Linked DNA regions of Zea mays: regions 1 and 3 are each linked to region 2. A link is a contact called in public Hi-C data. All regions are on one chromosome and are shown on one strand. The core of a region is the stretch at or near the end of the contact, and the rest is flanking DNA. Distances in the headings are between cores, read along the strand shown.

The links. A called contact is a pair of places that touch in the nucleus more often than the background predicts.
Region 1: a Hi-C map of ear shows a contact between it and region 2, with 1.9 times the contacts expected there. The contact joins the enhancer-like site here to the promoter of LOC103643161 in region 2. A contact is called at or near these places in 3 of 25 Hi-C or Micro-C datasets (bundle sheath, ear and tassel).
Region 3: a contact with region 2 is called in a Hi-C map of bundle sheath, with 3 times the contacts expected there. The contact joins the promoter of LOC100283050 here to the promoter of LOC103643161 in region 2. A contact is called at or near these places in 3 of 25 Hi-C or Micro-C datasets (bundle sheath, ear and tassel) and 1 of 3 datasets of contacts at active chromatin or transcription factors (leaf).

Annotation. Positions count from the first base shown.
Region 1 is chr1:205,272,866-205,276,002 of Zm-B73-REFERENCE-NAM-5.0, forward strand. No RefSeq gene overlaps it. Among protein-coding and RNA genes, the nearest start is that of LOC100283050, 40 kb to the left of the region's middle. Within about 2 kb of position 1,681, at least 15 of the 20 cell types and tissues checked have an H3K27ac peak or open chromatin away from gene starts, as enhancers often do. A contact at or near this core is called in ear and tassel, where this site is marked.
Region 2 is chr1:205,098,555-205,101,566 of Zm-B73-REFERENCE-NAM-5.0, forward strand. It overlaps LOC103643161 (cyclin-D4-2-like), which reads left to right and starts at 1,382. Exons shown (of 6, transcript NM_001301472.1): 1 at 1,382-1,959; 2 at 2,462-2,548; 3 at 2,639-2,740; 4 at 2,849-3,012. The coding sequence starts at 1,657.
Region 3 is chr1:205,232,770-205,235,641 of Zm-B73-REFERENCE-NAM-5.0, forward strand. It overlaps LOC100283050, which reads right to left and starts at 1,499. Exons shown (of 1, transcript NM_001155952.2): 1 at 1-1,499. The coding sequence starts at 1,048. The coding sequence ends at 122.

The DNA.
Region 1 (3,137 bases), core at 431-2,930, 170 kb after region 2:
GTTATGAAACTTTGTAGTTGACAATGTTTTGGTTTGAAATCATCTTGTCATGCAAAACTATGTTTGAATTTTAAAATTTGAAATTTTCAAACTACCTCGGATGGAAAAACCACCAAAATGAGAGTTGTAGGTCTTGAAATGTAATGAAACTTTGTAATTGACAATTTTTTGATTTGAAATCATTTTATCATTGAAAAATTCGTGTGAATTTTTTAAATTTGAAATTCAAATTTTGTAAACGGCCCCAGATGTAGAAACTATCAAAATAGAACTTGTAGATCTCGAAAAGTTATGCAACTTTATAGTTGATCATATTTTCAAATGAATTCATTTACTGCCTTAAATAATCAAATTACTCTCGGTTTGTTATAGTATATGAGGAATGAAAATGTAATAAAGACATAATTGATGTAGTATTATAGTGGTAGAGGAGAGTGTGCGCGAGAGAGGTTTTGCGAGTTCGAATCTCACCATTCACAAAACATATAAATTTGATTTAAAATATTAGTTAAAATGAAATGATAGAGAGATAGGTATGGTAGTTGTTTTTATAATTTTAAAAAATATTTTGCTGTTTTTTTGGGGGTTTTTTCGATTTTTAATTTGCTGAGTGCTTTTCGACACTCCGAAAAAAGTACTCAGCAAAAACTCTTTACCGATAAAATGTTTGCCGAGTGCCTTAGACACTGGGTAAAAAAACGCGATTTCAGTAGTACATGTTATAATTTTTACCGATCGTATTTTAGATTTCGATCGTAACCGGTATAATTTTCGTACCGAACTTTCATTTCCGATGTTTCTGAATTACCAATATCATTTTTTATTTTGGAGTTACCGTTTTCGATCCCGTTTCGAAGAAAAAATATAAAAAAATGATTTTAGTGTTTACCGATTATTTTGGACCGTTTTCATCCGTATCGATCGATCATGAAACGGGACAACGCACATAGAGAGTTCAGACTCGCCGAGACAGACAAACCATGGGTGTCAGGCAGCCCAGTCTGATACACGCAATGGCATGCGTCCACGCACATCCCTAAACCTGAGCTCACTGCCGACAATATTCCCGGTGCGACATGGCATGGCAGACGGGCGGGCGGCGGGCGCCGGCTGATGAAGTGATGATGCCAAGGGCTGGTGGGTGGTGGCTGGATCGGCAAGATATCCATGGCCCGCCGTGGACGGTTGCGCGGCGTGCACTGTAGCGTGCTTGTGCGCTTCATTCGCAACGTCGTCTGCAGTGTGCTGGCCGGCACTGCTGCATGCATGCCGCGGCAGCGGCAGCAGTATTGCCGTCTGCTGCCCGCTGCCCGGCCGTCAGTTGCTCACATGGTCCATCATCCCCGCTGCAGGATCGGCGGGAGTCCAGGCCAGCCAGCCAGCCAGCCATCATCCAGTGATGGCTCCTACTGCACAGGGACTCCTCTCCAGCGTCCGAGGGATGGCTGACGAGCTCGCCGCGCCAATCGCCATGCATGCAAGTGTCCGTCCTGTGGTAGTGGCTTTTGTGCAGCTGGCCGTCCAGTCGTTGCGGGCCTGCCCTGGAACACGCACAGCCCTGGAACAGCTAGCCCTCGACCTCGACGGAGAAGGGAGAGCCAGCCGACCCCTACCCATCGGACCACAGGCCACATGCAGCGGGGCCAGGCCAGGCCAGCGGCCAGCCACACTGACGGATCAGACCAGACCAGACGTGGCCACCCAGGGCCCGGCGTGTCCGTGCTGCGTTGACACGAGCACGGACCGACGTCGTACCACGGCAGCGACGCAGCAGCGCGCCGGACGCCCAGCACGAGCTACAGCGTCGTAGGCGCGCGGCATGCATGCTTCCGCGCGCACCGCTAGCTGGGCGACGAGGATCTGGCCGGCTAGCTAGCTGAGCAGAGAGCACCCGCTCGTATTTAATGCAACAGCAATACTATACTACTACAGCTACAGTACAAGTGATGAAGCTACTGCGCGGGCAGAGCAGCCTGCCTGCCTTCACACATGCATGTATGCTTCGCAGCAGGCAGTTCGATCGCAACAGCGGGAGGGGGGCAGCAGGCAGGCAGCTGCGTGCCCTGTGCGCGGCCGCGGCGCGCGTCATCCTCACTCTCACTTCCTCAGTCCTCACCTAGCGCAGCAGGGCCAAGAGGCAGCCGGCACGGCAGCCATCGATCAATGGACATGATGGATCGAGCGGCGGGGCCGGCTAGTTGGGTTGGGTGGGGCACGGACGGGGACGGCGGCGCCGGCCAGACTCACACCACATGCGCCGGACACGGAAACCTCAGCGGACCGCGGACGATGCATGGGCCGGGAGCACCGATTGAGGACGGACGGAAGGACGACGAGCATTTTGCATGGCCGCTGGCATGCAGCATGCTGTGCCCGCCTTGGTGGCGTCCTGGGTCTTTGTCCCAGCCGGAGATAATAAATTTCGAATTGACCTGTCTCCCTCGTGGACAGCAGCGATCCAGAGGGAGGTGGAGGAGAAGCGGGTTCGGACAGTGACAGGACGAGGAATGGCCTGGCCTGGCCCGGCTCCGTCGGGCTCGCCTCGGCCGTGCTCTCTGTTTCTATTCCGTTGCAGGCTTTTTGCTCCGAGCCATTTGTCCTGATACTGCACTTGGGTATGGTCGTATTGTCTTGCCTGATACGTACAGTATACTCCGGTGCTGCCAGGGCGGAGCAGAATTAAGGCATAGGAAGGAGTAAGGACCCATCAAATACTATAAATAAAAAATATCGTGGGATATATACACATGTGTATACTAATTTACATATAGTATAGATAATAAATTAATAAAAAATACTCACAAATATAATTATATATTAATTAACTTCAATAGAGTAAAAAATTGCTTCTACAATGATCGGTCAAATTAAAAGCTTCGACTACATTATGAGTGTTGATCATAGCTATCAATTCTATATCAATATAGATGATCAAGTAACTTCACATAAAATCATCTCCCATTTTTATTTTGTAGATGTGTTTTGATAAGTTTTGTAGCTAAAACGCTCTATTAATAATGGTTGCAGTTGAGACTGAAAGAGTGACGATTAATCTTAATAATCCATAACCCATTTGATACATGGAACTTTTATCCAATTTGATAAGGTTTTTTATCAAATCAGCAAGTGATCGTAAT
Region 2 (3,012 bases), core at 132-2,631:
TTAGTCAGTAGCCGATGTTGGTTGGTACTCGTCCCCGCTCGCCCTTTACGTTGCTTCGAAAATATCATGAAACTGGCCTTTTAATTTTAGTTTTTTGAAGCTAGAGCCCGTGGAGCTAAATTTGTTTGATAGAAAAAACTGAAATAGACATAAAATTCTTAAAGTGAAACTCTTGCATACAGGGCCTTATAATAGCATAAAAGTACATGGGTTGATCCATGATATCTGTTGGGCCAGGGTGGGATGGCTTATTACCTTTAGATGTACATTTGGGCTTTAGATTATGAGGCCGGATTGGTCTTCTCTTGACCACATTCTCTATTTTTTTGGTGGCCCGTTTGTTTCCGTTCTAATTAAACAGCAGACCCCTAAAACCAAATTTAGTATAAACTTTTGTGTATTTGTCGATGTTATAGTAGAGGCTGTGTATTGTAGTACGACTACTTCGTAGCGACATTCCGATATATGATGATTGTACGGGAACGACTATTTGGAACAGTCTACTACGTCGAGTAGTACAAAGGGTGCGTCGATGCTCTCTCTGCTCTTGGCATTGGCGCATTGCCCCCCATCTAGAGTTCTCCTCCATTTTTTTTCAAAAAAAAGTTGATTTGTTTTTTTGCTAGGTTGATATCATTACATATTTTTAGATTGAAATGCGCCTAGATTTACTTACACAGTAACACTAGCTTACGGAGGAGCTCAGGTTGATGGATCGATCGATACTAATTCTGCTTAGGGCTAGTTTGTAAACCACATTTTTAAAGGAAAAATAGAGATCACATGGGAAAACGGAGTTCCTAAACTAGCCTTTATATTTTAATTTTACCCGATAGATGTCGAACAACTATTGAACTTTACGTATGCATCGTAATACTTGCGGAACATGTTCGCAAAATTGTGTTTTCATAAACATATAGGAGTAGATGGTTCATAAACATATAGGAGTAGATGATAAACATATAGGAGTAGATGGTAGGCAGCGCAGTTGACCGTTTGAAACCAACCCAAAAGGTGCGGTTTCACACTGACGCAGGTAGATCATGTTTTATTTAGGTAAATCCTAACGAAAAGGACTGTCTGTCAGTCTGTCACTCTCCTCCGGCCGCGTCAACCGGCGCGTGCAGCCACGTCCGCCGATCCCCGATCGGACGAGAGTCGCGGGACGCCTCCCAACCGCCGGATCCAGCCGCGCGTACGGCAACGCCCGCCTTTCCCCTGCACCCGTCGCGACCGTCCGCCTCCTCCGCTGGCGCTCCGGATGTCTCCAGTTTCGGCGTACCGCCGCGTGCGCTTCCCAAAACACTCCCGTCTCCCCGTGCCCGATACAAAGCGCGAGGGGGCGAAAGCACGCCACAACTGCACCGCACTCTCTGCCTCCCTCCGTCCGTCCGTCCTCCCGTCCTCTTCCTTGTGCCTTGTCCTGCTTCTCCACTCGCCACTGCCGCATTCTGCCCAAGTTTGCCGTACTGCCGCATTCCACCAGCCACCCACCAGGCCACCACCCAGCACTCCAGCCGCCAGAACAGAGTCTACGGCGCCGCCGTCGCACGACAGGAGAGGGAGAGGGAGAGAGACGCGGGCTTTGACTTGCCGCCGGTGCGTCCGTGCGTGCCTGGTGGGAGGAGTGGGAGACGCCGGTACAGTACAGGAGCCATGGCGCCGAGCTGCTACGACGCGGCAGCGTCCATGCTCCTCTGCGCCGAGGAGCACAGCAGCATCCTGTGGTACGACGAGGAGGAGGAGGAGCTGGAGGCGGTCGGGAGAAGGAGAGGCCGGTCGCCGGGCTACGGGGACGACTTCGGCGCGGACTTGTTCCCGCCGCAGTCGGAGGAATGCGTGGCCGGTCTGGTGGAGCGGGAACGGGACCACATGCCGGGGCCGTGCTACGGCGACAGGCTGCGCGGCGGCGGCGGCTGTCTCTGCGTCCGCCGGGAGGCCGTCGACTGGATTTGGAAGGTCGGTTCTTGATTGATCTGAGTACCTCAGGTGTGGCTGCACATTTTGGGTGGCTCATTGCTCACTGCTTAGGAGACCTGTAGGAGCCGCATTCCATTCCATTCCATTTCCGTGATTGCTCGAGTTTTTATCCATCTAGAAAGACGCTTCATTACAGCACAGTACTGTGCTTCATTACAGCGAAACGCTCGGCTCTGTTGTAACGTGCGGCCTCGCTGATATGCCGTGCCCATTTTTTTTGCGCGGTGAAACGAGGGCGGGACCATCTCGAGCCAAAGCTGGCCTTTTCGTTCGCTTGCTGAATCACGAGACACTAGCAAAGATGCTGTTCACCATTTGCTTCTTTTTACATTTTCGAGAGAGAGAAAAAAACATTGTGCTGCGCATTTTTAGGCCAATATAGCTTCGACAAGTATGTTTCACGTGAACCTGTACCATAGAATGGCCTCACTTCTTTTTTTCCGCGTGATTACTACTAACTCGTGACCGATCCTTTCTGCAGGCTTACACGCACCACAGGTTCCGCCCTCTCACTGCCTACTTGGCAGTGAACTACCTCGATCGCTTCCTCTCGCTGTCTGAGGTGCCGGTAAGAATCGCAGGATCACTCTTAAATCACAAAAACCATTTTTTTAGTTCAGTAATCAGTGATGCGTATCGCCGGTGCTGTCATTTCCAGGACTGCAAGGACTGGATGACGCAGCTCCTCGCGGTGGCGTGCGTTTCTCTGGCCGCCAAGATGGAGGAAACCGCCGTCCCGCAGTGCCTGGACCTTCAGGAGGTGGGTGTTCGCCTGTTCGGCATTGCAGCGAAGATGCACACCTTCTCTCTCTCTCTCTCTCTCTCTCTCTCTCTCTCTTGTTCATGCATGTGCAACAACAACAAGCAGGTCGGAGACGCGCGGTACGTGTTCGAGGCGAAGACGGTCCAGAGGATGGAGCTCCTGGTTCTAACAACCCTCAACTGGAGGATGCATGCCGTGACGCCGTTCTCCTACGTGGATTACTTCCTGAACAAGCTCAACAACGGCGGCAGCACGGCGCCGAGGAGCTG
Region 3 (2,872 bases), core at 249-2,748, 130 kb after region 2:
TAGCAAGCAATACGGTGCTGAGAAAGAGAGGAGGAGATCCATGATGCAATGCGATCAGTGGTGGTGTACCTAGCTAGCACACAGTGCAGGCGCCGGCGCGAAGCGAATGGCCGGCGGTCGGTCATGGCTTCTTGCCGAGGGTGTGCTTGTTGTTGTGCATCCACACCTTGAGCACGTGGCGCTTGACGCAGACCTCCTCGCAGAACTGCTGCACGGCGGCCTCGTCGTGCTTCTGGATGCGCCACCCCAGCCGCTCCGCGAACGCCAGCATCCGGTCCTTCTGCTCCTGCGTGAACTTGGTGCGGAACCGCTTCTTGCCGGACCCCGAGCCGCCGGACGAGCCCCCCGACGGGCCGCCGCCCGGGCCCAGCGACATGCCCATCATGGGCGCCACCACCATGGGGCCGATCAGCCCGGACACGTCGTCGCCCTCTTCGCGCCCCAGCGAGTGGGAGGTGGACGGCAGCGCGAGCGGGCGCTGCATGTGCCCGGCGGCGGCCGCCAGCTGCTGGTGCAGGAAGTACCCGGCAGGGGTGCGGTAGTAGGGGGAGAACTGGTGGTGGTGCGCCGCCACGGCGGCGCCGTAGGCTGTGATGGCGGCCGGGGACAGGGCGGCGGCGGGATCGGGCGGCGCGACGCCCCCGCCTCCCGCTGGCGAGTTGTCGGACTCCTTGCGGTGGAAGTTGCGGTGGCAGCCGCAGGCCGCGCAGCGCAGCGCGTCGATGGAGCCCTCCTCGCCAGCGGCCATGAATTCGCCGCAGCCGTCCACCGCGTGCCCGCCGATGCCGACCGCGTGGTTCTTGAGGCACTCCCGGTACCTGGTGGCCCCGCCACCGCCTGCGCCTGCGCCTGCGCCTGCGCCTCCTCCCCCGAAGCCGCCTGCTGGCGGCGTCCTGAAGCTCCCGGCTCCAGCAGAATCCCCGTGCTTCGGGGTCTCGCCGCCTCCTCCGCCCAGTCCCAGCCCCGGCTGCATCGGCGCATCGTAGCTCGAGCTCACGGGCATCGGCGTCATCTCCTCGTCGCCGTCATCGTGCTCGTCGAAGTCCATGGCGGCTGACCTAGTCGGCGGCTCGTCGGCACACGGGGGAGCTTGTTTGCTATACTAGCTAGCTACTCCTACTTTGCTTTTTCCCTTCCGACTTCCAGTAGGTTCTTTGCCGAGGTTAACAGCGAGAGCTTACTACCACACATCTAGCTACAGGAGAGGGTTTGTGTTGTTCTAGCTGCTGGGACTCGTAATAGGGGAAGAGAGAGAAAGAGAGCAGACCGTGAACTGTGCACACTCCCCTGCTGCTAATTTTGACGCATCGGCAGCGGCACTGCTGCGCGGCAGCAGCCTGCAGCAGCCTGCAGGCAGGCAAGCGGCTGCTGTGCCTGTGCCTGTGCCCTTGGGGAGATGATGTAGCCACACAAACACATCTCTCTCTCTCTCTCTCTGCTTCTCGCTCTACTACTACCAATCTAGCCGTGTCTCCTGGCTACGCGCACCTGTCGCCCTGTGGCGAGAGCGAGAGCGAAAGGGTGGTGTCGCTTTGGCTCCTGTTTATATCCTGTTTATGCTGCGGTTGGGATATGGCTCCAGCCCGGTTTAAAATGGGGTTACTGATCTTGCTGAAGGCTCGAGCTCTTTTCCTCGCTGGCCTACTGATTAGGTTATTGACATCAACTTACTCTTAGTGGTCCACGTAATCATATTCAAACTTTATTCTACGAACAATACAATTTACAGTAAAAACAGTATTTTGGGTAATGATACGGGTGAATCGCACTATTTTGGGTAATGATACGCGTAAATCGCACGTATATGTACAAAGGAAGAGAGTACGTAGATCATTATTACTGTACACACGAACGTATCTTCGTGATGATCCCTGTTTCAATGCCCGGCCGGTTAGTACGCCATAGCGAATTATACCCTCAGCTTATATGTGTAGTGGAGCTGCTAATATGTTTCGACGTGGGTAGACCTGCACCTGCATAGAAAAGAGCAGGCAGTATCTCTCTATAGCCATGTTAATGAAACAACGCTAGAAGATTCGCGCACAAAGAGTCCAAGTCCGTCCCAAACATTATATAAATATAAATGATTTACATTTTCTCATTCTTGTTTTTGGATGTACCTCCCTTCTTTTGCCGTACATTTACGAAGCTGCTAGGTCACGATAGATATACTTAAAGTCTTGTACGTTCTGCAATTTCTTCAGTTTTCTGGGTCTCTTCCAAAGTAGCATGAGACTCTTTCTCATTTTTCTGATAGCTTCGTCAGCTACCTCTCGGCCATCTCTCAACCAGACTTCGGAATAAAACTTTCCACTTAGCGCAGCGGCTTCGGCCGAAGGGTTCTTAATGTCGTTGGCTGAGATCGAGAATCCTGGCTAAACCACAGTCTTTGCATACTCGCAGAGCCAACCTTCTCAAGGAGTGACACAGCTCCGCAGGCGCCGATGAAGGCGTATAAGTCTCCCCTATCACCGAGAATCTCCTCAAAACCTTCGGCTTCGCCGCTAATCCACCGAATAACTCAATCAGGATAGCCACGAATAAAATTTTGCCCCGTAGAGAACGCACCAATTTTGGCAAAGCTATCTTCCAATTTATTACAACATTCCAGGGCAACATTGTAGCATTCCTCTTTTGCTTGACGAAGCTCCTCGACATTTTTTTGAACTCTCAGCCGTTGAGTATCAGATATTTCGCGCTTTATTTGCTCGACATTGAAATTTTCAGTCACTTCATCGAGTTTCTTTTTCAATCCTTGCACTTCAGATCTGTGCAATTCTACTTGAACAAATAGCGCATACTCCAAGTCAGCAATGCGCTTCACATTTTTTGTTGCTTCATTTCAAACACCTTTACCCTCTGCTCTGCTTCG